4 separate regions of the Pan troglodytes genome follow, and regions 1, 3 and 4 are each linked to region 2. Evidence: chromatin contacts called from public Hi-C data. All regions are on one chromosome and are shown on one strand. The core of a region is the stretch at or near the end of the contact, and the rest is flanking DNA. Distances in the headings are between cores, read along the strand shown.

Region 1 (6,727 bases), core at 3,828-6,327, 290 kb after region 2:
ACCCTACCATCCTGGAAACAATTGATTTGGTCAGCATTGGTGCCTGATCCAATAGCATCCATCTGTGGCTGCCTGAGGGCCAATGAAGTAACCAGACGCAAAAGCTCTGAATGCAGATTGGCTAAACCAGTCAACAGCATCAGTCAGTTAATAGTAAGTAACAAAGTAGAGGCATGGTCGTTGAGTCACCCAGGAGGGTGACCAGTTTTCCCAGTTTTCCCAGGACTGTCCCAGGTTTAGCACTGAATGTCCTTCATCCCAAGAAACCCTTTAGTCCTGGGCAAACTGGGACCATTGGTTACCTTCAGCTCATCACGATGGCAGAATTCTAAAGTCAGGAGAGCGAACCCTGCTGCTGAACAGAGGATCAAAATGACCATGATGGTATTGCTTTTGTTATCTTTGAAAACCAACTAGTGCTTCTGCATCTGCTGAATGACCTTGGGCTTTTTGAAAAGGCTTAGCTAGGCAGTGGCTGGGACTATTTCCTGTCTACCTTACTATCACTATGACTTTTGAATAAACCAGGATTTATGAAGTTAACGTAAGTGGATCTCTGTTCCTTGACACCTGTAGGAATCCAAGGAATACAATGCCTGTAACTGTGTGTCAAGAAAGGAAGGAAAAGGTGAAAACCCATCAACAATCTGTAAATTTCAATAGCTCTAAACATCTCCAAGAGGTTCTCCTCAATCATTTTGTGATGAATCTGACATGTCCACAAGGACTCCACTGTTCTATTTAGAAGACACCAAATTCACTAAATGGTCATACAAGCATAGCAACTGCAACATACAAAAAACTTTAATTATTTTTGCAAAAAGAAAGCCATCTATTTGCCTTGGAAATAATAATGAAGTACAAATAGCTCTGACTCTGCATTTGGACAAGGATGAACCATGATAGATATTTAGAAAGGGTTTTAAATCATGTGTATGGTGGCTACAGAGTAAAAGGAACAGAGAAGACTCAAGCTATTGTCAGGTGTGTGTGTGTCATCAGCACACACTGGGGGAGGAGAGTCCTCACTAAGTGCCACAACCCCTGATAGCTGTTAGCCTCTCATGAAGCACCATGATCTGGCATGGACTCCCAACTGCCACTTGAGAGAAGGTCTTCACAGCAGACTGTGCATCTGTGTCACAAAACACGGCTGCAATGAACAACAGTGTTCATTTTTTGCCCTTCCAAATGTATTCTTGTGTATGATCCAAGCAAAGAAAGTTGAGGATGGAGAACACGAGCCTTCACCATCAGTTCTGCTGCTGAAGCCTTCTCCAACAGCCCTAAGGTCCGAGAGCCTGATGAACTTCTGCACTGATCCGTGTATCATTCTGGAACTTGGTGGCCAGATCCCAAACAAATGAGAAGAGTTACTATTCCAAGGCTGCTTGCAACACACAAACACTGGCCTCTTTACACGGAGCAGGAACAAAAATTTAGATCCTATTTGACCTAAGTGTGGTTAACTATTCACTCTGTATCCGGCTGGAAGATAATGGAGCAAACAAGAATTGCTGAGTACAAAGGCACAGCAGACATGGGAGGCGGGGGGCAAGAAAGGGTGTGGTAGAAAGCCCTTTGGTTCCCTGGGACAGGGAGGGGGAAGAGTCTCATGAGCAGTAGCAGCAGAGGAAACACTTTCCACAAGGAAGAAGGACAAGGTCTGTCATAATGAGTCTTCTTCAACTGTAGGTCACCTCCAGCGATGCATTCCTCTGCTCCTTCAGGTCAACACAGACTATTTCTCGGTGTAAAGGTCTTTTCTTTCTACCCAAATGGCACCTCAAATCCAGAGGTCTCTTTATTCTCCAAAATAAGATGATGATGATGATGATGATGATGATGATTAGTATTATTATTATTTGAGACAGGGTCTCTCGCTCTTTTGCCCAGGCTGGAGTGCAGTGGGGTAATCACAGTTCATTGCAGCCTCAACATCCCAGGCTCCAGCCATCCTCTTGCCTCAGCCTCCTGGGTAGCTGGGACTACAGGCACATGCCACCATGCCCTGCTAATTTTTTATTTTATTATTATTATTTTTTTAGAGATGGGGTCTCTCTGTGTTGCCCAGGCTAGTCTTGAACTCCTGGGCTCAAGAGATCCTCCCACATTGGCCTCCCAAAGTGTTGGGATTATAGGCATGAGGCACCATGCTCAGCAAAGAATTCTTGATCAAATCCGGAGCTCCTGCCTCTCAAGAGGTGGTCCAGCCTTAGCCAGGTCCTTCCAGGGGGTCCAGGTGGCACGCGGGGGTTCCGTTAAACTTCCTGGTAGGAATGTGGATCAGTCCTTCCCATCCTGTAGACCAAAAAACAGCATGAGAATAAGATTCTAGCTTCTGCCCTTTCAGGGGCTAGCATCACATTGCAGTCTTTGATTTATAATGCTTTAGCTGTTGAACAGAACATATACTTCAAAAAGCAGTATTTTAGTTAAGTGTCGGGGGTGGGTGTGGGGGAATGCCTATTTATACCTCTCAAGGAACTATCCATCCACTGAATCATCACCAGGAACCCTCCTACACAAATCCCACTACGAAATCCAGAGCTGATTTTTTTAAATGCCACTGAGCGCAGCCAGTCCAGAGGAAGTGGAAAATTCTGTTTTTCAGCCAGTCACTATTATTTCTGTGATTTATGGGGCAGGGAGCATGGGGGTGGTAGATCACCCACTTTATAGTGGAAAGCCGAGGCACAGAGGGTGCCGGTGTTCTTGCTACAGAACAGCAGGGCTCTGGTCCCTAATCCTAATGTTTAGGATTTACTAGGAACTTCTCTCTGCTTCTGAAACACCCTTAACAATAAATTAGGAACTTACTCAGAGTGGATAGCTCAGAGGAAATGGTAAGACACCATTAAATATATTTATTTTTCCCTAATTCTGATAGCAAATAAATTAAGATGGAGTTGGACTCACGATACTTTCCTTGATGTTCACCCCCCAACATTACCTTCCATTACTGAGTAACAAATATATTGAATAGCACCAAATGCCTTCAGGAGAGTGCCCTATTTTAAAACTGATGAGTCTTAGCAGTGCAAGTCAGGGGCCTTGTATTAGTCTGTTTTCACACCACTATAAAGAAATACCTGAGACTGGGTAATTTGCAAAGGAGAGAGGTTTAATTGACTCTCAGTTCTACATGGCTGGGGAGGCCTCAGGAAACTTACAATCGTGACGGAAGGCAAAGAGGAGGCAAGGACCTTTCTCACATGGCGGTAGGAGAGAGAAGAGCAAGCAGGGGAAAGGCCAGACACTTGTAAAATCATCAGATCTTATAAGAACTCACTCACTATCATGAGAACAGCATGGGGGAACCCACCCCCATGATCCAATCACCTCCCACCAGATTCCTCCCTCCACGCCTGGGGATTATGGGGATTACAATTCAAGATGAGATTTGGGTGGGGACACAAAGCCAAACCATATCAGGCCTATTCACAGATACAGATAACATAGGCCTTACCAAAGAGGCTGCCCTCTGGGTCTCTGATTCTAGCAATCACTATCAACCCACAAGGAATACCTGGGCAACCACAAATCCATGCATTCACAAGTACCATATTGGATTAGATGCTGTGGATACAGGAATCAGCCAGACAGGCAAACCCCACCCTCACAGGCCATAATGGAGGCATAACATGGATCAAAGGTTTCCTTAGGCAAGTATGGGGCCAGAGGACAGCAAGGCCTTGAGGGAAATGCACGATGGATTCTGGGGGCATTTGGAAACCAACAGGCCCCCTTCTGTCCCTCAAAAGACCTGGGGGCCCCACTCAACCTGGTGCAAAGGAACTCTCCTTCATGAGGGCTCTAGCTGAGGCCTTGGTGGGGATGTGTGCAGTGGCCAGGAAACCCAGAGAGAAGGGCACCAGTGGCCAGAGATGAGATAATGACACTGTGGTGTTATTTTATAGACACACACACACACACACACACACACACACGGGTTTTCGTCCTAAGTTCCTAGCTCATAACTCCCACAGCCCTTGTTACAGTCTTTTGCTATAATGTTGGGCCTCAGGAAACAGAATCCCTCTCCTGCCCTCCTTACACCTGCTCCAAGACAGGACTCTAATCTTCCCCACCTTTCTGACTCATGAGACCCTCCCCAGAGAGGAATCTGGCCTATACCTTGGGGAAGGAATGCTGACGTCATGAAGCTTCCATGAAACCCCAAGAAGTCAGGGTTCTTCAGGGAGCTTCCAGATAGCTGGGCACATGGAAGTTCCTGGAGGGTGGAGCATCCAGGGAGGACAGGGAAGCCCAGTGCCCCTTCCCCCACACCTCACCCTATGCATCTCTTCACCTGTATCCTTTGTAACAGCCTTTAGAATAAACCACTAAATGTGTTTCCCTGAGTTCTGTGAGCTGCTCCAGCAAATTAATTGAACCCAAAGAGGGGAGTCATGGGAACCCCAACTTAAAGCTGGTCGGTGAGAAGTTCCAGAGGCCCGGACTGGCCACTGGTGTCTGGGGAGGAGGGGGCAGTCTTGGGTACTGAGTCCTCAACCCATGGGATCTGATGCTATCTCCAGGTAGATGGTATCAGAGTTGAATTGGTGTCAGGGAGAAACCTGCACACATTCGGTCACCAGTGTCTTCCGTGTTGATTGTTGTAGTGTGAGGGCAGAGGAAAAGCATGGTTGGAGAGAGTTTTCCCTACACAGTCATAATGAGAGCCCAGAGGGACTGACAAGCAGAAAAATGGTTCAAGACATTTCTCTGCAGATGAACTGGGACAGGAGAGTCTGCATTTTAGAGTCAACTAAAAAATAAAAGGATGAAAAATCAAAAAGGCAACCAATGTGCAGACACAGAAGTGCTTGTGTGCTCCGGGCAGCTCTCTGATTGGTGGCCAAGAAGGAAGCCAGGAGTCTTTGCCACAGGTGTTGCCAGGGCCCTCTGGACACACCCTTTCATTTGGACCTGAAAACACCCCACACAAACCCAAAGTTCTGCTGACCTTCCTCTGGTTTCGTTTCTCCACCTGGTTAGCGGCCCTCTGAGCTGTCTCGGAGAGAGCCCTTTTCCCCTGGGAGATGCATGCAGCTCGCAAATTAATTGGCAACAGCCGGGTGAATCACCCAGGGACTTCCTTCTTGTTGCCGGGCAACTGCATGCACTTGGCAGTGGGACATTAAACACAGAGGGGAATGCTGTGAGGCATTTGCAAAATAAAATAAAAAGCAAAACATACAACACCCCAGACTCTCATCCCAGCCGGGCTGGCCCAGCCAAGGGGTGTGTGGGGGGATGAGGGAATCCACACAAGGGAGGAAAATGAGGTTAGGCCATAAGCAGATCCTAACTCTCCCTCCTTCCCACAAATCAAACTCTTCTAGATATGGCATTTGTATTGCACTAAAGACACACCTCTATTAGCCTAGAGAAAGACCATAGGAGGAGCAGGAATTAGAAGGCATCTAGAGATCTGATCCCCTAGAATTACAGGGAAGGTTTGCAAAGCTCACTACGGAACTACCATAGCTACTGATTATGCTTCTGCATCGTACATCACTCCACAGGTTAAGTCACCTGACTGAGGTGACACAGGCCCCTCTAGGGCAGGATCCTTCCATACCCTCCCCTCCACCCCCAGTCCCTTTCCACTTGAATATTTTCATGTCTGTTGCTATGGCCACTGGGAGTTGATTAGACAAACCCTCCCAACACATCGCCTTGCCCTGTAGACCATGTTTCTGGCCTTTTTAAAAAAAACCCAGACAGAAGTGAAATCTATGTACATTCTGTGTTTGGAAAAACAAGATGGGGACAAGAAATGGAAGAACAGTAGCAAGAGGGCTCCTGTTGGGGGCTGAATAGTAGCCCCCAAAGATATCCACATCCTGATCCCTGCAAGCTGTGAATCCTACCTCATATGGCAAAAAGGCCTGTGCAGATGTGATTAAGGATCTTGAGAAGTTGGCCTGGACTATCCAGGTAGGCCCTAACTGTGATCACAAGTGTCTTTATAAGAGAGAGGCAGAGGGAGATCTGATCCCAGAGAGGTAGTAGGCAGTGTGATAATGGAAGCAAGAGGTTGGAAGGATTCAAGGAAGGGGTCAAAGAAAACAGATTCTCCCCTAGAACTTCCAAAAGGAAGCCCCGCAAATGCCTGGACTTTTGCTCAGTGAAGCTGGTCTCCAGAACTGTGAAAGAATGAATTTGTGTTGTTTTAAGCCACTACTCTTCCCCAAGGCAGGACTAATCTTCCCCACCTTTCTGACTATAGGTCTTGAGACCCTCCCCAGAGTGGGACCCGCCCTATACCCTTGGGGAAGGAATACTGATGTCATGAAGCTTCCATAAAACCCCAAGAGGACAGGGTTCTCTGGGGAGCTTCCAGATAGCTGAGCACATGGAGGTTCCTAGAGGGTGGAGCATCCAGGAAGGGCATGGAAGCTCCACACCCCTTCCCCCACACCTCACCCTATGCATCTCTTCACCTGTAGCCTTCGTAACAGCCTTTAGAATAAACCACTAAACGTGTTTCTCTGAGTTCTTCAAGCTGGAGAACCATCTTCTTCCTTGTCAGTCCCTCTGAGCCCTCATCGTGACTGTGCAGGGAAAACTCTCTCCAACCATGCTCTTCCTCTGCTCTCACCCCACAACAATCAACACAGAAGATGTTGGTGACCAAATCTGTGGGGATTATCCCCCCGACACGGAGCTGCGGACACCTGCTGGGTGTTCTCCAATTCAATTCTGACCACTGAGTTTG
Region 2 (6,518 bases), core at 725-3,224:
TACCTTATGAAGAGTTCCATTTCCTATAAGAAATGTCGGGCTTCTTCTGAAGACAACGAGAGAAAACAAGATTTTAAGAAATTCTCCCGGAAGGACATTGATTTGGATCTTGTGATAGTGTCCTCACTTCGCAAATTAGAAAGGGGAAAAAAAGCTAGTTTTTATTATGATGTGGGCCGATTCACCACAACAATAATTTAATTGAGGCGAATTTTTGCAAGAGCCCAAAAGGGTGGGGGGGGAGTTTAAAATTAAGAGTTTCCCAATGCCGTGCGTTTATTTGGGATTCTGAAAGCACAGAACCCGCAAGCGACCAAGACTTTTCTTCTGTCCCAGAGCAGATAGCTCCGCACTTACTCAACCTGGCTCTAAGCATTTCGTGTAAACACAACGGTTGTGCTCAAATCACACTTGAAATACATGAGAGACACCACCAATGCCTCCCCCAGAACTCCCAACTACATGCAGGTCTGAACCGACCGGACTAGAGTCAGAAGCACCGGCGCTTCACCCCTTCAGGTGTTTAGTAAATGCCAGCAAAAGCAGGCAAGCAGCACGACTCCGCCAGAGTGGAGCGTTTTGTCTGCGGTGGTGCCCATTTGTTTGGTCTTTTACAAACCAAGTGACCGGCCTGGGCCTCGCGGCCCGGGACAGCCGCATTGGCAAACTTCTATCTCTCAAAGCCAGAGCAGTTAGCAAACTCTCCCCAGACAGGGCGACTCGGCTGACGTTTTTGACCCGGCCAGGAGGCAAAGACCAAAACGTCAGAGCAGTAGCCCTGTTACTGAGGAGCGTCGGCAGGGTCGCGGGTAGAGGGGACTGGAGAATGACTTGTCAGAGCTCAAGGTCGATGTGGCGCGGGGCGGCCTCGAGAGCGCCGGGCTCCTGCGTGGCCACGGCCGCCGCTGCCAACCTTCGCGGGGACTTAGCTTTGCTTTCCATTGACTCCCTTTGCAAAAGCGCAGCAGAATCCTGACCAGCCACACCAGCCCCGGCGAACCCGAGCATGTTAATCTATTTATATGGATTATTACGGAGGAACAGCGGGCGTTGAGTCACCAAAACATTTGCTTCAAAAGACTATTTCTAAGCACTTTTGCAGGCAGGCAGGCTCGCTCCAGGCGCGTAAACTCGGCTACGCATTAAGAAGCGGCTGCTTTTCGAATACTGCAAACTCCAGCTAAGTCCCCGGTGCCGCGGAGAGAGCAGTGAAAAGAAATGTCGGAGGTGGGGGTAGATCCTAGTCTAGACACACACACTTGCGCGCACACACACACACACACACAAGATTCGCGCGGAGAAGGCACTAAAATTCTGGCATTCCGAGAGTACGACAAACTTACACACTTGGAAGTCCCGGGTCCCCCGCCTTCCCCGCAGCACCCCCCGCCCCCCCCCCACCCTACCGTCCGCCCTTTGGCTGCGATCCCCTCCCCTCTCCTCCCCTCCCGTCTCGTCACCCAGCCCAGTGCCACAATCCTCCTCCCTCCCCAAAATCGGGTCCAATCAGCTGCCTGCCAACCCTGGGACTGCTGTGCTGTGATTGGCGGGTGGCTCTAAGGTGAGGCGGAGTATTTATTAAAGAGACCCTGGGTTGGGAGTTGGAGAGCCGAAAGCGGAGCTCGAAACTGACTGGAAACTTCAGTGGCGCGGAGACTCGCCAGTTTCAACCCCGGAAACTTTTCTTTGCAGGAGGAGAAGAGAAGGGGTGCAAGCGCCCCCACTTTTGCTCTTTTTTTCCCCTCCTCCTCCTCTCCAATTCGCCTCCCCCCACTTGGAGCGGGCAGCTGTGAACTGGCCACCCCGCGCCTTCCTAAGTGCTCGCCGCGGTAGCCGGCCGACGCGCCAGCTTCCCCGGGAGCCGCTTGCTCCGCATCCGGGCAGCCGAGGGGAGAGGAGCCCGCGCCTCGAGTCCCCGAGCAGCCGCGGCTTCTCGCCTTTCCCGGCCACCAGCCCCCTGCCCCGGGCCCGCGTATGAATCTCCTGGACCCCTTCATGAAGATGACCGACGAGCAGGAGAAGGGCCTGTCCGGCGCCCCCAGCCCCACCATGTCCGAGGACTCCGCGGGCTCGCCCTGCCCGTCGGGCTCCGGCTCGGACACCGAGAACACGCGGCCCCAGGAGAACACGTTCCCCAAGGGCGAGCCCGACCTGAAGAAAGAGAGCGAGGAGGACAAGTTCCCCGTGTGCATCCGCGAGGCGGTCAGCCAGGTGCTCAAAGGCTACGACTGGACGCTGGTGCCCATGCCGGTGCGCGTCAACGGCTCCAGCAAGAACAAGCCGCACGTCAAGCGGCCCATGAACGCCTTCATGGTGTGGGCGCAGGCGGCGCGCAGGAAGCTCGCGGACCAGTACCCGCACTTGCACAACGCCGAGCTCAGCAAGACGCTGGGCAAGCTCTGGAGGTAGGACCCGGCGGGGGCGGCGCGGCAGGGTGGGCATCGCGGCGGCTGGGGGCGCTGGTCAGGGCTGATTTGCCCCGCCCCGCCTCCCATCGCCCGGGAGTTGCCGTTCCGGGAGCCGGCGGGATGGGGGTGGGAGTGGGAATGGGGTGTAACTGTGGCTCAGAGTTTGACAAAGTTCTTGGGCTGCTCGCGGGGACGCGGAGGAGGGGGGTGGTAAGTGGAAGAGGTGAGGGAGGTAGCTGGAGGATGGACGAAGACTGGTGGGAGACCGAAGGAGGGGGCTGCCAGCCTGCTCTCCAGTCGCCTGGAAGCTCAATCGGGGCGGGGAAGTGAAATTTGCCTCCCTCCTTCCTACCCGGCCTCTTAAAACTGCACACTCTCGTGCGGCCCCACTACACCCACGGAGATGGGGCAAGGGAGAAACCGAGGTTGGAGGAGACCCTTGGCAGGAACTGGGAGGCGGGAGGAGGGAGGCTACTGGAAATAGGTGGGAGTATATGGTGGGGGGTGAGAATTGGGGACCTTCTTGCGGCTTAAGTAATTTGGGGGAAAGTTTTCAAAGGGGGTTGGGGTTGGGGGCGGTAAGTCGAGCAGCAAAGGCGTTTAGGGGGCAGCACCGGGAGTCGTTTTCATCTCCAGCGTTTCCAAAATAGAAATAGAAGGGGAGGGGAGGGAGGGGGCGGGGAGTGACCGCTCAGGTCAGACTGCAATAACTTATTTATTTATTTTTAAGAAAAGTTATGAGCTGTGGTTGCAGGCAGGAGGGAAGATGGAGTTGTGTGCAGAGGAAGCCGAGTGGTCTGGGTCGCCGCCTCCTCCCCGCCGACCTGACAGTTTGGCGGATTTCACTGACCCCTCTCCCTCTTTTTCTCTGTGCCCCCCGCCCCGCCCCGAGCAGACTTCTGAACGAGAGCGAGAAGCGGCCCTTCGTGGAGGAGGCGGAGCGGCTGCGCGTGCAGCACAAGAAGGACCACCCGGATTACAAGTACCAGCCGCGGCGGAGGAAGTCGGTGAAGAACGGGCAGGCGGAGGCAGAGGAGGCCACGGAGCAGACGCACATCTCCCCCAACGCCATCTTCAAGGCGCTGCAGGCCGACTCGCCACACTCCTCCTCCGGCATGAGCGAGGTGCACTCCCCCGGCGAGCACTCGGGTGAGTCGCCCCTCGACCCCGCCGGACAAGCCATCTCCGTCCCGCCTGGCACACCCCCTGCCCTCCGCCTGGGAGATTCTTCGTGGGGACTTTATGCTTCCCGGGAGGGACACACTGCCCTTTGCGCCCGTCCCGCTCCCCTCTCTACCCAGAGCCTAAGAGGCATCCAAACAACACACACACAAACACACACACCCCAACTCAATCCCAGAATCCGAAGAGATTAACTTTTTTATTGGGAGGTAAAATGCCCTTAACAGCCTTACAAGACCTCTCCCTTCTTCTCTGCTCCCCCACCCCAAAAGCACACACAGGGCTCTTACACAAGTAGCAATTAGGTCTTCCGGACCCTCCGGGCCCCAGACCCTCCCCTGATAAAAGGGGGCTGTCCAGTGTGTACCGGCGGGTTAATCATTGGGCGACTTATCTCCGGTGCAGCGCGCCTCTTGCGCGGGTGCGGATCCTTATTACACTTTAGCAGCGAGGGAGGGTCCCCGGAGGGTGCCTAAGACTAGGACGTCTGCACAGCCCTTGTTGATTTTCTCGTGCTTGTTCTTTTATTGTCCACAGGGCAATCCCAGGGCCCACCGACCCCACCCACCACCCCCAAAACCGACGTGCAGCCGGGAAAGGCTGACCTGAAGCGAGAGGGGCGCCCCTTGCCAGAGGGGGGCAGACAGCCCCCTATCGACTTCCGCGACGTGGACATCGGCGAGCTGAGCAGCGACGTCATCTCCAACATCGAGACCTTCGACGTCAACGAGTTTGACCAGTACCTGCCGCCCAACGGCCACCCGGGGGTGCCGGCCACGCACGGCCAGGTCACCTACACAGGCAGCTACGGCATCAGCAGCACCGCGGCCACCCCGGCGAGCGCGGGCCACGTGTGGATGTCCAAGCAGCAGGCGCCGCCGCCACCCCCGCAGCAGCCCCCACAGGCCCCGCCGGCCCCGCAGGCGCCCCCGCAGCCGCAGGCGGCGCCCCCACAGCAGCCGGCGGCACCCCCGCAGCAGCCACAGGCGCACACGCTGACCACGCTGAGCAGCGAGCCGGGCCAGTCCCAGCGAACGCACATCAAGACGGAGCAGCTGAGCCCCAGCCACTACAGCGAGCAGCAGCAGCACTCGCCCCAACAGATCGCCTACAGCCCCTTCAACCTCCCACACTACAGCCCCTCCTACCCGCCCATCACCCGCTCACAGTACGACTACACCGACCACCAGAACTCCAGCTCCTACTACAGCCACGCGGCAGGCCAGGGCACCGGCCTCTACTCCACCTTCACCTACATGAACCCCGCTCAGCGCCCCATGTACACCCCCATCGCCGACACCTCTGGGGTCCCTTCCATCCCGCAGACCCACAGCCCCCAGCACTGGGAACAACCCGTCTACACACAGCTCACTCGACCTTGAGGAGGCCTCCCACGAAGGGCGAAGATGGCCGAGATGATCCTAAAAATAACCGAAGAAAGAGAGGACCAACCAGAATTCCCTTTGGACATTTGTGTTTTTTTGTTTTTTTATTTTGTTTTGTTTTTTCTTCTTCTTCTTCCTTAAAGACATTTAAGCTAAAGGCAACTCGTACCCAAATTTCCAAGACACAAACATGACCTATCCAAGCGCATTACCCACTTGTGGCCAATCAGTGGCCAGGCCAACCTTGGCTAAATGGAGCAGCGAAATCAACGAGAAACTGGACTTTTTAAACCCTCTTCAGAGCAAGCGTGGAGGATGATGGAGAATCGTGTGATCAGTGTGCTAAATCTGCCTGTTTGGACTTTGTAATTATTTTTTTAGCAGTAATTAAAGAAAAAAGTCCTCTGTGAGGAATATTCTCTATTTTAAATATTTTTAGTATGTACTGTGTATGATTCATTACCATTTTGAGGGGATTTATACATATTTTTAGATAAAATTAAATGCTCTTATTTTTCCAACAGCTAAACTACTTAGTTGAACAGTGTGCCCTAGCTTTTCTTGCAACCAGAATATTTTTGTACAGATTTGCTTTCTCTTACAAAAAGAAAAAAAAAATCCTGTTGTATTAACATTTAAAAACAGAATTGTGTTATGTGATCAGTTTTGGGGGTTAACTTTGCTTAATTCCTCAGGCTTTGCGATTTAAGGAGGAGCTGCCTTAAAAAAAAATAAAGGCCTTATTTTGCAATTATGAGAGTAAACAATAGTCTAGAGAAGCATTTGGTAAGCTTTATCGTATATATATTTTTTAAAGAAGAGAAAAACACCTTGAGCCTTAAAACGGTGCTGCTGGGAAACATTTGCACTCTTTTAGTGCATTTCCTCCTGCCTTTGCTTGTTCACTGCAGTCTTAAGAAAGAGGTAAAAGGCAAGCAAAGGAGATGAAATCTGTTCTGGGAATGTTTCAGCAGCCAATAAGTGCCCGAGCACACTGCCCCCGGTTGCCTGCCTGGGCCCCATGTGGAAGGCAGATGCCTGCTCGCTCTGTCACCTGTGCCTCTCTGAACACCAGCAGTTAACCTTCAAGACATTCCACTTGCTAAAATTATTTATTTTGTAAGGAGAGGTTTTAATTAAAACAAAAAAAAAAACTTCCTTTTTTTTTTTTTTTTTTTCCAATTTTACCTTCTTTAAAATAGGTTGTTGGAGCCTTCCTCAAAGGGTATGGTCATCTGTTGTTAAATTATGTTCTTAACTGTAACCAGTTTTTTTTTTATTTATCTCTTTAATCTTTTTTTATTATTAAAAGCAAGTTTCTTTGGATTCCTCACCCTAGATTTGTATAAATGCCTTTTTGTCCATCCCTTTTTTCTTTGTTGTTTTTGTTGAAAACAAACTGGAAACTTGTTTCTTTTTTTGTATAAATGAGAGATTGCAAATGTAGTGTATCACTGAGTCATTTGCAGTGTTTTCTGCCACAGACCTTTGGGCTGCCCTATATTGTGTGTGTGTGTGGGTGTGTGTGTGTTTTGACACAAAA
Region 3 (6,650 bases), core at 3,737-6,236, 420 kb after region 2:
GCTGCTGTCTGCGTGATATAATAACAACCCCAGGCCAAGCCGACAGGGTGGGAGAAGAAGGGCTAAAGTGTGTTCAGACCAAGGACAGTGAGCTCCCCTTGTTTGCTCCATCCAGAGATGAATGAACAGGAACTTGCATGTGGCTGTCATCCTGTAGTCAGGGGGTGGTCACCTGGATGCCCTTCTGCTTGGAAATCCTACTGGGGACACAGAAACCTCAGAGGGGTCTGTCCACAGCACAACCTTGTCCAGCTGATTCTTCAACAACTGCCAGAAAATAGAGGTCAAATCTCAGAAGAAAGCTACGATCTCCTCCAGCCTCTCTGTCTAGAGAGCTCTTCAAACCCCCCAGGGCATCCCCAGGCAGCCTCAGGGAGCAGGGCAGGTGGGCTGTCTCTGCCACTCCAATGGGGCATCTTCAGCTGGGTCAGGCTCACAAAAGGGCAGACAGCAAGTCAGTCATTTGGTTTCATTGAGACATGCCTGCGTGCTATCCTACCCTTCCCCTGAGTGGTGGCTTTTTATGCCTCCAGAGCTTGGTGTCACGTGGAGCCAGGCAGGAAGTGCACTCACTAGCTGGGGAGGCAGGCAGACCTGGTCAGGTCGCCAGCTTTGCTACCAATAACCTGCGTGACTTCAGCCATGTAGCTTAACCTCTCTGAACATGTTTCTTCATTCATAAGATACAAATGATACCTCCCTTCCAGAATTGTGGAAGGTGCTGAACACATGTGCAGAATACTCTCTGGGCATAGTAGGCGGTCAATACATGGAAACTAGTGTTTACATTGTATGTTCTCACAATACACTCCAAAGGCAGGGTCTTCCATGGTTCCCTATGAAGGGCTGTTCTCAGCGCAGGCTTGTCACAAACAGGATGATCAGGAATACTTTGCCCTATCTGCAGGCAGGATGTACATATGATGACACACTTCCAAGCATGCAGGGAGGTCTCAGCACAGACTCCTGCCTGTGACGGTGGGGCTCACGCAGCCTGTTGCTCAGTCTCACCTGAGACAGTAATTGCCCCGATACATCAATACATGCCAAGGTCCTCCCAGGACCGTCTTCATCAAGCTTTTCCGCTTGATGAAATACGTCATATCAATATCCCTACGGAGTTATTTTTAGAGCTCAACGAAGGGCCGGTATCTCCTGTCCTGGCAATAAATACACAAGCCAGCCACCAGCATAATAAGACTTAGGGTAACACCACCACTTACTGAGGACAGATCTTCTGTGGGGACGTTGGGGGAGGACAGGGTCTGTGAGATTTCCGGGTAACCTCGCCTTGGATGGAACATGGGTCATCTCCATCTGCCTGGGGTCACTTCTGGCTTTCGCAGGCTATGACTGGCACCCATCTCGACTGGCGGTCTACTCCTTAACAACTTCTCTGTGTGTGTGTGTGTGTGTGTGTGTGTGTGTGTGTGTGTGTGTGTGTGAAGTCTTCCAAAATTGTGCTGTCACGCTTTGTGCAGCCTGGAAGATGTCTCAGTGAGCAAATCCTAAGGACAGCAGCCCTGCAATGAAGTCAGCCAGACTTAAAGAGGAAATAGATGGCTGACAGCTGACAGCTGTCCATCACAAAGTCCATCCCTACAGACATCAGGCCCAGTAGAAAGTAAATGCTGTCACCATAGCAAAATCAGGTCCCAGGTTTGCTGCGTGACAGCCTTCCCGTTGCCGCCACCCGGCAGCAATCCTTCATCACCATCTTCACCCTCTTCAAAATGGAAAGGGCCGGAGGAGCCCTGCTGCTCCCCGGCTGATGGATGAGACTTTCATTGAAACTCATTCTCACCCAAGTGTCACCTCAGCCATTGCCCTGCTAAGCCTCGCCCCCCGAGTGTCCAGTGAAAGGCTCTTTTCTTCTTTAAAGGAATCTGGGGAACTGAAGCGGCATCCAGACAGAAGCACTTAGGTGGGGGGCCTAAGAAGTCACCCCAGATCTTTCCACCTGCCTCGGCAGCTGTCTCCTCCTTTTCTCTCCACTCCACCCCCAGCCCCGCCTTCCTGGGGGGTACTGTCTTCTCTATCACCCCCATCGGATGCCCTGAGTCACATCTTCCAGCTCCTGTGTTCTCTCCACCTCCAGTAGTGAGGATTCTACACACATGTGCACACATACGTGCACACACAAGCACCCGCAAAACATACATCCTTCAAAGGAATGCTCTTTTTTTCTTTCTTTTTTTTTTTTTTAACAGAGCCTCCCTTTGTACCCCAGGCTGGAGTGCAGTAGTGTGATCTCAGCTCACTGCAACCTCCGCCTCCCGGGTTCAAGCAATTCTCCTGCCTTCGCCTCCCAAGTAGCTGGGATTACAGGCACCTGCCACCACACCCAGCTAATTTTTGTATTTTTATAGAGATGGGGTTTTGTCACGTTGGCCAGGCTGGTCTTGAACTTCTGACCTCAGGTGATCCGCCCACCTTGCCCTCTCACAGTGCTGGGATTACAGGCGTGAGCCACCGCACCCGGCCAATGTTCTTTATGAGTAGAGACAAGACGTAGTAGACACCTTTTTTCTCATGTCTCATGACCACAATTATGAAGATTCATGCTTGAATACTCCTTGAATATCCTTTGTTCAAAACTTCAAGGTTGTTTCTTGTGCAGTTTCTGAGATGGGAAATCCATCCCATGACTTCAACAGGAAGAGATCCATGAAGCTCTAAATTGGAGATGCTGAGGCAAGCGAGGGGGGAACTGCCATTTGATAGGATGCCCATGGGGCAGGGGAGGGTGATGGAAAGGGTGATGGGGGCCTGGAGAGACAGCCAGTTAGCAAAATGATTACGAGTTAAGCTCTGGGGTTCAAATTCTTGCTCTAACGCTTGACATCGGGGTGACTTTGGGCAAAGTACAATGACTTCCCTGGGTCTCAGTTCCTCACCACAAAAATATAGCAACACCTGTGCTGTTGGGGTCTTGGGTGGATTAACTGGAATGATCTGGACAGAGCCCTTGGCACAGTATTTGGCTCATAAGCAGCATTTAATAACTTTCTAGCTTCTAAGAAATTACCACCCAATATACAAAAATCAACACAAAATGGATCCAAAATTTAAGCTTAAGAAAAAAAAGAAATTACCCTGCATTATCTCAACTAGACTTTACATCAACCCTATGACTTGGTAGGTATTTGCACCATTTTACAGATAAGAAAACTGAGGCACAGAGTGTCCTGTGCATCCCCCAAGATCACAAAGCCAGGTAAGGGCAGAGCCAAGGTTTGAGCCCCGGCAGCTGTGGCTGCAGAGCGATGGGCCCACCGCTCTGTTCTGGGGCCCACCCCCGGCACAGCAGACCTGAATGTCCAGGCCTTTCCTGGGCTAGCACAGAGCCTGCATAGCTGCAGTGACTACAGTAGCTGTTTCCTTTGTCCTCGTCCCCTGCAGTTTCTTTCCAGAGTCCCAAGAAGCCACACAACCCTTCAGGAGGAGATTAGCAGCAGCAGAAAACAGAAATAAGAGAAAGAAAGTTTTCTTTTTCCGGGCTAGAGGTGCCCTGCTGCGCTGGAGAGAAACTGGGAGGAGGGAAAGCTAATGCCAGCCCCAGCCCGGTTTCTGCCCGCTGCCCTTTGCAGCTCTAGGTGGAAGCACAAGCTTGCTAGGCTCGGCACGCTCAGAGCTGCAGGAAGGCGGTCAGCTCTGGCAGCCACACTGCTCCTGTCCCAAAGGGAGGACAGACCTAGAGAAGCGGCCTGATCTGCCTTCTCCACCTCCGAATCCCCCCACCACACACAGACACACACACACACACACACACACAGACACACACGCCTTTTGCATTTATCCCGGGGTCCTCCAGAGGGACAAGGAAGGGCCTGATTCAGTGACCCCTGAGCCCTGCCTCTCAGTCCCCAGACTTCGGGCAGCCTGGGAAGCCTCCGACCTACATTCAGATGCCTAGGGGTTCTGGGAGGGGCGCTCAAAGCTCAGAGGCCTGAATTCAGCACCCTGCTCAGGCTCTTTGAGAACCGCTGACTTGAAGTGGGGCTGCTCGCTTTGCCAAACAAATATGGGTAACTCTGGTCTTCCAAAAAGAGCTCACAATTCTGTCCTCCCTGGAAGCTACAATTCAATCATCCTCTTCCAAACGTCCAAATCCCAGCTTCAGTGAGGCTATCTCACACAGCAACCTGCCTGGGAGTGACCCGCATGCAAAACTTCAAGAGTTTGAGGAAACCTTGAGGGAAACTTGCAGAAACCAGCTTGCCAAGGAAAAACGCTCCCAGTGCGTTCAATGAAAAAGCAGGCGACCCAGCTAAACTGAGTAAACTGACCCAATCGGGGGGATGAAAGGGAACGTATATCTGTGCAATGACAATAAATCGTGGAAAGACATATTAAAATACAAAAGCCATTTCTAGACGCAAAATCATGGATGTGTTTTATTTCCTTCTTTGTGTTTTCTGGTATTTTTACAAAACTGCACTGCAGAATGTTTGGAATCAGATGAAAAGTTCATTTCTGAGAAGCCTCCTTCTTTTCTCTTTTAAATTTTCTTCTTTTGCATTCCATTTTGGCCAGCTCGCTTGAACTCTGCGTTCAAACACCTTTCTCTCCCAAGCAAAAGCTCCAAGAGGAATCTTTTGGAGCAAAGTTAGAACCGCAGGGAAGCTTGAAAAGAGGAAACAGACCAGCCTGGCCGGTGGAGGTTAAATTAAACTACAGTTCTCTAGCAGGCCCCGGGCTTGGTCAGGAGCTATTGGTAAGACGGCAGAAACGGAGTACAGGCCAATAAACAAATCAAAACAAAAACAAGAAGCAAAGAAAGAAAGAAACATGTTTTAAGAAGAATAAAGTCATTAGGTGGCAAGGGGCCTCTGCAGGACCATCCAGGCCAGGGAGAAAAACACCCCCAAGGACCCAAACTTCTTTCACTGGGGAGCTGCAAGCAGGAGGCGCTGGCTCTGAGCAGTGGCTTTGTGCTTCGGGCAGAACTGGCCGCGAGGGCTGCACCCCACCAGCCGCGCGCCGGGAGGGCGGACGCGCCGGGCACAGCCAGGCGCCGGGGGTGACCGCGGCAGCACCGGCCCGGCGGCTGGAAGCAGACGCGCCGCTCCGCCCGCGCCCGCGCCCGGTGGAGCCACAGCGCCATCAAGTGGCCACTCGGCGAACGGCCGCACGGGGAAGCGGCTCAGGCCCAGGGAAGAGGTCCAGGGTTCCCAGCCGCAACTGTCCCCGGGGAAGGGTCTGGACCTGCCAAGCTGCCACTCCAGGGCCTGAGGCAGGAGCCTGCAGACGGACACCAGCTGTCCAGGCGCACTCCACCACCCAGGGCTGCCCCAGAGGATGTTTGGGAATCCTGTCTGCTCCTTTGGGAGAGAGGTTACTTTTGCAGTTCCAGGCCCATTCTCTCCTCCAGCAACTTGCTCAAAGTTTAAAAGGTTTGGTTCTCAGAGAGTGGCGCCAGAGCAAAGGGGGCATCTCGCTGCTCTGGGGCATCCTGCAGGGGATGGCGCAGATCTGGGGTCCATGTCTCTGAGCGGACACCATTGGAACATGTGTCTAGAGAATCTGGGCGGGATCACTGCCCACAGCCCTTCAAGGCCCACAAACCTACAACACATCTCTCCTGGAAACAGCACGTGATCCCATATGCCCCCTGGTCTTTGGGTACAAATTATGGGGTGACTCAAGAAGAGAGCACGTGATATGGTTTGGCTGTTTGTTCCCTCCAAATCTCATACTGAAATGTGATCTCCGGTGTTGGAGGTGGGCCTAGTGGGAGGTGTTCGGATCATGGGGGTGGATTCCTCATGAATGGTTTGGTGCTATCTTCACAGTAATGAGTGAGTTCTCACTAGAACAGTTCATGTGAGCTGGGCATGGTGGCTCACACCTGTAATCCCAGTACTTTGGGAGGCCACGTCAGGTGGATCCCTGGAGGTCAGAAGTTCGAAACCAGCCTGGCCAACATGGTGAAACCCCATCTCTATTAAAAATACAAAAAAATTAGTTGGGCGTGGTGGCACGCACCTGTAGTCCCAGCTACTCGAGAGGCTTGAGGCAGGAGAACTGGTTGAACTTGGGAGGTAGAGGTTGCAGTGAGCCAAGATTGTGCCGCTGCACTCTAGCCTGGGTGACAGAGCAAGACTCCATCTCAAAAAAAAAAAAAAAAGAAAGAAAGAAGAGTTCATGTGAGATGTGATTGTTTAAAAGGGCCTGGTACCTTCCCCCATCTCTTGCTTTCCCTCTTGCCATGTAACATGCTGGTTCCCGTTTACCTTCTGCCATGATTGGAAGCTTCCTGGGGCCTCACCAGAAGCCAAGCAGATGCCAGGGCCATGCTTCCTGTACAGCCTGCTGAACCCTGAGCCAAATAAACCTCTTTTCATTACAAACTACCCAGGCTCAGATAGTCCTTTATAGCAATGCAAATGGACTAACACACCCCATGATCTCCATCCACAAACCACTGGAGGAACCCAACACAGCAACGGAAAAGTTCTCAGAGCACCAATCAGGAATATGCATATTAATATGAACACTATAACAGGAAATTACAGGAAAAGCATAGAGCGTTTGCTCTGTGCAAAGCACTGTGCGAATTCCTTCTGTACTTTATCTTCTTTAACCTTTACCACGACCTTAGGACATGAGTTTTTTATGATGTTTGTTTGTTTGTTTGTTTGTTTTTT
Region 4 (7,216 bases), core at 507-3,006, 290 kb before region 2:
ATAAAGCCATCAGATCTTGTGAGAACTCACTCACTATCACGAGAACAGCATGGGGAAAACGCCCCCTGATCCAATCACCTCCCTCTCTCCACAGGTGGGGATTACAGGGCCCTCTCTCAACACGTGGGAATTACAATTCGAAATGAGATGTGGGTGGGAACACAAAGCCAAACCATATCAGATACCTAGCTGAACGCAGGACTTCTAAGGTCTTGGTCTAATTGCATATCATTTAAAAATATATAGTGATTCATTGTACTGAAAATTATTTTATGCTGAATCATTTATTAAATGCTTTGTTATTTTACTTAAAAAGAAGGCCTGAACTGGGAATATACTAGGATTTCCCTTATTCGACCATAACCATGGGAAGTCTTGCAGGCTGAATGGGAACGTGGGATCACGCACTGGACAGCAGCATATCCTACAGTGTCCAGAATAGGCAAAGGGGAACAATTACCTTCTTGACACTGGCCTTGCAGACCAATTCCTCTAGAATGATGGTAAATGGTAAAAACACATCATGATCTCTATCTCCTAAAAATTGCACCTGATTGTTAAAATCGTGCTCATAAGAATTCATTTCCAGAAAAATACAATCTCTCATTTCCAGCCCTCAAAATCTCTCTGTCATTTTACTTGAGAGTCAAATTAGTGGAAGTGGGGTGGAGGGGGGAATTAAATCAACTCCAACTTTCCTTCCTTCCTGGTAGCATCTCAAGTGCTGCTCAAAGCCTGGCTGACTCTTCCCATAGTTGCCCACCTGCTTAATCCAGCAACACTCTTCCTGGGCTCCCAGGGAGAATGGGGAGGCCTCTTCTGATCCCCACTGTCTGTCTTCGCAGTCACCAGCATCCAGAACTCAGAGATCATAAGCCCCACCAGCTGCAGCATCTTTAAAACTTCTGTATTCAATTTTTTCTGATACACCATTAAGAACACCCTTTTTTTCTACGGTAATTAGAGGGAACAGAGCTCAACTGTAAGAAATCAAGCCAATGGCTATGATTTTAGGGAGGAGCAAAGGTGAAGTGTCACAGAGTAAAAAGACGTGACCATTATTGATTTCACCCAACCTCTTGGTGAAGAGGTTGCAAAGAAAGTAACAAAAAAGAGATCAAGCCCCAAGTCCCTAAATATATATGTATAAATTATATATTAGAAAAATGTATATACATGTAAGCATGCATATACAGATATGCATGTATGTATCAATATATATTGTTTAAAATCAGGGTCTTTTCTTTTTCCCAGTATTGATTCCCCAGTATTGATCAGGGTCTTTTCTTTTCTCCAGTATGAAAATGAAATACAGTGCTGAGAATAAACTGGAGATCTCTGCCAGAGTTATAAAATGCAAGAAAGACCCTTAGTGGGAGATGTATGAGGGTGGATCCCAGGAGCAGGGCTGGGAAATAATAGACACTGAGGTTTGTTTCTCTCTGCAAAACAGGACATCAGTGATACAGCGATATAATACTCTAAGATATTTTATTTTCAAAACAAGACATAACCCAACTCCAGCTCCCTAAGGAGAGCCCTACTTCCCAGCGCTGGGTCTGCATCAGGAGCCCTGGCATTTCCTCTTTAGCAGGGAGTGCAGCCAGCAAAACAATCAAGCTGTGATTGGGAGCTGAGCGCAGTGGTTAATTAAGGCTGCATCTTTTATTCTCCAGGGCAATTCAGCACAGCTTGAATGAGCCCCAGAGCCAGTCTGCGGTGGGAATGTCTCCCCGGGCAGTGGGAGAATCCAGTCTCAGGGGCTGTCTCATCAGCATGACAATAGCCCCAGGATGCACTTGGACTGATGTAATGGCCAGAGTTAGGGAGGGGGGATGAAAGCCTTGTTGCAGAAGCCTGGAGCGTTTGCAGCTGACTGGGGCTATTTCAGTGCATGAAATTCCTTCCCTCTTTCTTCCTTTTATAAGAGATGTTTGCTAATTGGTAGAGCTCAGAAAACAATATACCATTAAGAATCCCTTTCCTTCCTCCCACCCCCACTCTCATTTTTTAAAAGTCCCTGCTTTCTTGCTTCACTGGAAGTCTCAACTTTTGTTCTGTGGTTTGCATGAAGTCTTAATTTTTCATTCTCTTTAAGAGGGAACTTATAAACAACGATTTACTAAAAGAGACTCTGCAACCGATTCTTCTGTATCAGGGGTTCCCAAATACACCCCCCCCCCACCACCACCACTTTGGGAATCTTGGCTGTGGTCCTGCTACAACTCATATATTTGCCTCGTTTGTTACACATTGATACAAAACATTTTGGAAAAGTGACTCATGGAAAGTTAGTCTGATTTTGTATTTTGTATTTTCTATTTTTTTTAATTACAAGATCCTGTTTGAATTAATTGAATCCTTTAAGTTGACAAGCTAATGGTCAAAATGAAGACAGTATAAGGAAATGTCAGTTGAGAATCTGGGATGAATGTTGTTTGACCCTGCCACAAATTCAGTAGGCGACCAGGGTAAGACTTTGTCCTCTCCTCTCCTGTTTGGGTCTCAGTTTGCTCATCTGTCCAAAGGGATAAGGGAGCTCAATGATTCCTAAAGTCCTTCTTGTGCTATCACTTTATAGCTCATTGAGTGGAGCCATACTTTCTTAATTGATAGAAGCTGTAAGCTCTGATATACCAGAAAATGTGTTGTGTGTTCATTCTCTAAAAGCACAAGATGTCCATAGTCCTGCTATAGTTTTAAAAATTAATGCTCTTAATGATTCTGGAAGATTTTTTTTAGTGAAGTAGGCTGTTATCTGGAACCACAAAAGATATGCACGGATTCTGATGCATCTCATCTCAGAAATCACCTGAGCAATGCACAGCTGATTAATAGAAATAAGAACATTACTTTAGGAGAATGTTCTTCACGTTCCCAAGCATGAAGAACTCCTTTTCCTACTCTACCTTATTCCTTCTCTTCTTTCCATTTGGACAGAGCCACTGGAGAGACTTTAGAGGATCTTTTAAGGGTTTCCCATGAGCAGGTGGAAGAGGCTCTGGACACATCTCTGCTCACATTCTAACAAGTCACTTTCCACTCATAGTCTTTCCTTTGTATACTTTGCTGTGAATCCTGCCACATTGGGAGCATCCTTAGCTCAACCTTACTTCTAAATTCCATTAAATACTTGTCACAGTGCAGTAGGTATTACTGCCACTAGTACCTCACCCAGACACAGCATTTCCTATAAGCAAATACTTTTGTAAGTGGTTTAGAAGTAGGAGTTTATTCTCGAAATCACAATCAGCATACACACCAGCTTCCTTCTTACCACTTCCGTCAGATTAGGTGAGTTGATCATAATTGAAAATATGATACCATCTTTCCCCCAGTATCCAGGTCTTTCATGAGGCTAACAAGAATCTTTGTCTAAAAATTGGAAGGTTGAATAAAACATGCATCGGGGGATTTGTGGAGACAGAGAGTGTCCATATTGTGGTTCTCTTCTTTGGGCTGTTGAAATAAACACTTCGACATCTCCCAAGGTGTTCCTATAAAATTTTTGATAATTGTCTGCAGAACTGACAATTCTGCAATTCATGAAGACGAATTCTTCCTCTTGTTATTTTCTGAGATTTAACAGAAGAAAAACAAAATAATAGAACTCTCAGAAGCTATAAAATCTACATACAGCCCCTTACTTAAAATATAACACCTCAACCACAAAGAGCCAGGACACTGTCATTAAATAATTTCAGTTCTGGGGTTATTTCAGGTGAGCCAGGTGCTTGATCTTGCTGTTCCTGTCTTCTCCCAAAGCAGCGGAATTTCAGCAGATTCCCATTCTCCCCTCAGCAAAGATCCCAGTCACAGTAGCCAGATGAAAAGCCTCTTTGAACTTGGTAGGGGTCCATTTTATTATCATTATTATAAAACTTTAGAAGAGAATTCAGCTTGCTTGATACTTTTCTCAGGGCCAAGTCTGAGGTTGAGTAAAGGGATAAAGACCAGCATCTTTTTAAAGGTGCCAGACTGGTCATCTGACTTTTTTTCTTGGCAAGGACACACACACACAGGCACACATACACATATGCATGTACACACACACCTGCATGTACATGATGCACACATACACACATATATGCACAAACATACACATGCATATATGCACACACGCACTCTCTCTCACACACACACACATCCAAACAGCCATAGTTATCTTCTCAAAAGAGAAAGAGAATGTCCCTGTAGTTTAGACTGTTCGCAGCGGGGAACACAGTCTGGTAAAATGAAGACTGCACACCCCCTCCCCCTGAGGCAGCCAAAGAAATCTTTGTGCAGCCCAGGTGTTGGCTGCATCCTCTTCACTAACATCCTGTCTTGAATTATTCAGACTCATTCATTATGTATCCCACATAGACACAATTAAATCGTTAACTTTCCCATCAAGAGAACAGCAAAGGGACAGTAGCACTCCGCTCCTCCTTCCTCCCCGGGCTTAGAGCCGCCTGGTGGAGCTGCTGCAAAGGGGAATGGTTTGCAAAGAGGCAGTGGGCTGGGGGCACTCTCTGCTCTGACAGCTGGAACCCTACTGCCCAGCCAAGCTATTCAGCCACATAAGCACCTCTCCTGGATGTTTCCAAGGCGGGTGGGGGTGCTAAAGAAGTACGGAGCAATTCAAATTTAGTTTAGGGGTCTTCGTAAAGTCTCTGAGGCATTTCAAAGCTGCAGATGCTCATCTGTCTAGGTCAGATGACCTTTTGATCTTACTTAAATTCTGCGGACATTTTATTTTACGATGAGTTTGTGTTTAGATTCACAGGAATCTGTGGACCAAGACTCCAAATCTCTGCCAAAAAGACTTCAGGGAGATAAGCAAATTCTCAGCCTTGTATCTTCTTGAGACCCAACGATGAGATTGAGCCAAAGGACATTCAACTAAAAAAAAAAAAAAAAAAAAAAAAAAAAAAAAAAAGTGCTGCTATTGTACTATTTCTTCCAACAGGTCTTAGTAAAAAGTGGCTTAAACAGAAAGGACCATTGCAAAAGAGCTCAGGGCATTAAATGATAAAATTATACCGAAGTTAGGTTGGGGGTGGGAGTGGGAAAGAGAGTTTCCATCACTTTCGTAGGTCTCCTTGCCCTGCTTCTCTGCCAGCAAGTACCTAGAACTTTGTGCTAGAGCTTTAACTGGCTCCCCATACCAACTAAGTCAGTCATGTGTCATTGTCCACTCCTGCTGAGAACTGGCCAGATGCAATTTGGTCATTATTCTTAGGTTCTTTGAGGTGGATAATGGTAGCCACCAAGAAGCTCAAGGTGGGAGAGGTCTAATTATTTACTCCACAGACTCATTACCAGTTATAATTAAACCAAGTGTCAGATCAAATCTGTCTCACACAGAGATATTAATATAAACATTTATTAGCAAGTGGGCACAAAGAAAGCTTACAGAAACTGTTCTGGGAGCTCAAGGAAGCTTCCGTGCCCTGTCTTTGGAGGGGATCTGGCCACCACCTTCTATGAAACTTTACCCAAGGTTGACATAATAATAGCCAGGCTAGAACTCAGTCTTCCTTATAGGTGGTCCCCAGTAACCAGAAATTCTCTAAACTACTGGTTCTCAACTGGGCAATTTTGCCCCCCAGAGGACATTTGACAATGTCTGGAGACACGTTTGATTGACAAAACCCAGAAAGAGATGAATGAGGGTGCTATTGTAACTGGTGAGTAGAGAGCAAAGATGTTACTAAGCATCTTAACAAATGGCCCCAAATGTCAATGGTGCCAAGGTTTGGAAACCCTGCTCAAAGCAGATGACTGGACATAAGGCCTTTCAGATATTCATCTTAGGTTCTCAGTGCCCATATGAAGGTATGAGCTGGCTTCTAACAGCCTCTACCCACAGGGGTAGCCAGGTCTTTAAAATGTTTTAACCCATTCACCTCTCTCAAGTGCTCTAAGTCTAAATCAACATCCTTTCTTAATATCCCTCATGCTGATTAACAAGCTACTAATTTCCAAACTGGTAACTAGCAAAAGTCTGATGTTGAGCACAGATTTGTATGACAGACATGCTTACAACATACACTTGTGGAATTTCTTTTTTCTGACATATTCCCAGCCAACCATCCCTTGGGTGTGGACCTCTGATTAAAATGATAATGTGGCCAGGTGCAGTGGCTCACTCCTGTAATCCCAACCCTTTTGGAGACCAAGGCGAACAAATCCCTTGAGGTCAGGAGTTTGAGATCAGCCTGGCCAACATGGTGAAACCCTGTCTCTACAAAAAATACAAAAGTTAACCAGGCGTGGTGGCGCATGCCTGTAATCCCAGGAGGGTGAGGCAGGAGAACGTCTTGAATCCGGGAGGTGGAGGTTGCAGTGAGCCGAGATCATGCCACTACAGTCCAGCCTGGGTGACAGAGCGAGACTCTGTCTCAAAAAAAAACAAAACAAAAAACAAAAAAAAGGGCAGTGTGGTAGCGTGCACCTGTAGTCACAGCTACTTGGGAAGATGGCTTGAGCCCAGGAGGGGGAAGTTGCAGTGAGACAAGATCGTGTCACTGTACTCCAGGCCAGGTGGTGGCTCACGCCTGTAATCTCAGCACTTTAGGAGGCCAAGGTGGGTGGATTACCTGAGGTCAGGAGTTTAAGACCAGCCTGGCCAACGTGGTGAAACCCCGTCTCTACTAAAGAAATACAAAAATTAGCCGGGCGTGGTGGCGGGTGCCTGTAATCTCAGCTATTTGGGAGGCTGAGGCAGGAGAATTGCTGGAACCTGGGAGGCGGAGGTTGCAGTGAGCCAAGATCACACCATTGCACTCCAGTCTGGTCAACAAGAGCGCCTCAAAAAAAAAAAAAAAAAAGAATATAACTTGGGATTGACCTTTTGTTTATAGTCCAATGACCTTAAAGTCTTTTCCATGAAAATTATGTGCCACTATTAATTGCTGGTATGAATTATTCACTGACAAATGAAACCTTTAAAGCAAAAGGCTCATTTTACACAATAATTTCAGCAACTTTTCCCTTCAAACTTTAACAAAAACTTCTAAGTGGCTAATTACAGAGTTTATGCCCCCTGACTCTTTTTTTAAAAAAACTCTTTATCTTTAATGTAGATGCCAACAAACGATGGCATTCTCAGCAAAAAGACATAGGAAGGATATGTGTATAAGCTCTCAAAAAGGCACAAGCTTCATTATATCAGCATCTGTATGAAGAAAAAGGGGAGACAATGTGCTTTAGTTTTATTACCAGGATAGAG

The links. Hi-C and Micro-C count contacts between places; a contact is called where the count stands out from the background.
Region 1: a Hi-C map of stem cell-derived neural progenitor cells shows a contact between it and region 2, with 6 times the contacts expected there. The contact joins the enhancer-like site here to the promoter of SOX9 in region 2. A contact is called at or near these places in 1 of 7 Hi-C or Micro-C datasets (stem cell-derived neural progenitor cells) and 1 of 1 datasets of contacts at active chromatin or transcription factors (stem cell-derived excitatory neurons).
Region 3: a contact with region 2 is called in a Hi-C map of stem cell-derived neural progenitor cells, with 15 times the contacts expected there. The contact joins the enhancer-like site here to the promoter of SOX9 in region 2. A contact is called at or near these places in 4 of 7 Hi-C or Micro-C datasets (blood, induced pluripotent stem cells, a lymphoblastoid cell line and 1 more), 1 of 1 datasets of contacts at active chromatin or transcription factors (stem cell-derived excitatory neurons) and 1 of 1 other capture datasets (stem cell-derived neural stem cells).
Region 4: a contact with region 2 is called in a Hi-C map of stem cell-derived neural progenitor cells, with 9 times the contacts expected there. The contact joins the enhancer-like site here to the promoter of SOX9 in region 2. A contact is called at or near these places in 1 of 7 Hi-C or Micro-C datasets (stem cell-derived neural progenitor cells) and 1 of 1 datasets of contacts at active chromatin or transcription factors (stem cell-derived excitatory neurons).

What each region holds. Positions count from the first base shown.
Region 1 is chr19:85,362,419-85,369,145 of NHGRI_mPanTro3-v2.0_pri, forward strand. LOC454852 (a long non-coding RNA gene) reads right to left here. Exons shown (of 3, transcript XR_010153373.1): 3 at 771-2,301. Among named protein-coding and RNA genes, the nearest start is that of SOX9, 280 kb to the left of the region's middle. Within about 2 kb of position 5,078, at least 5 of the 24 cell types and tissues checked have an H3K27ac peak or open chromatin away from gene starts, as enhancers often do. A contact at or near this core is called in stem cell-derived neural progenitor cells, where this site is marked.
Region 2 is chr19:85,078,855-85,085,372 of NHGRI_mPanTro3-v2.0_pri, forward strand. It overlaps SOX9 (SRY-box transcription factor 9), which reads left to right and starts at 1,975. Exons shown (of 3, transcript NM_001009029.1): 1 at 1,975-2,405; 2 at 3,304-3,557; 3 at 4,128-4,972. The coding sequence starts at 1,975. The coding sequence ends at 4,972.
Region 3 is chr19:85,495,760-85,502,409 of NHGRI_mPanTro3-v2.0_pri, forward strand. The region is part of intron 1 of LOC454852 (a long non-coding RNA gene); the gene reads right to left. Among named protein-coding and RNA genes, the nearest start is that of SOX9, 420 kb to the left of the region's middle. Within about 2 kb of position 4,987, at least 12 of the 24 cell types and tissues checked have an H3K27ac peak or open chromatin away from gene starts, as enhancers often do. A contact at or near this core is called in induced pluripotent stem cells, a lymphoblastoid cell line, stem cell-derived neural progenitor cells and 1 more, where this site is marked.
Region 4 is chr19:84,789,050-84,796,265 of NHGRI_mPanTro3-v2.0_pri, forward strand. No RefSeq gene overlaps it. Among named protein-coding and RNA genes, the nearest start is that of SOX9, 290 kb to the right of the region's middle. Within about 2 kb of position 1,757, at least 13 of the 24 cell types and tissues checked have an H3K27ac peak or open chromatin away from gene starts, as enhancers often do. A contact at or near this core is called in stem cell-derived excitatory neurons and stem cell-derived neural progenitor cells, where this site is marked.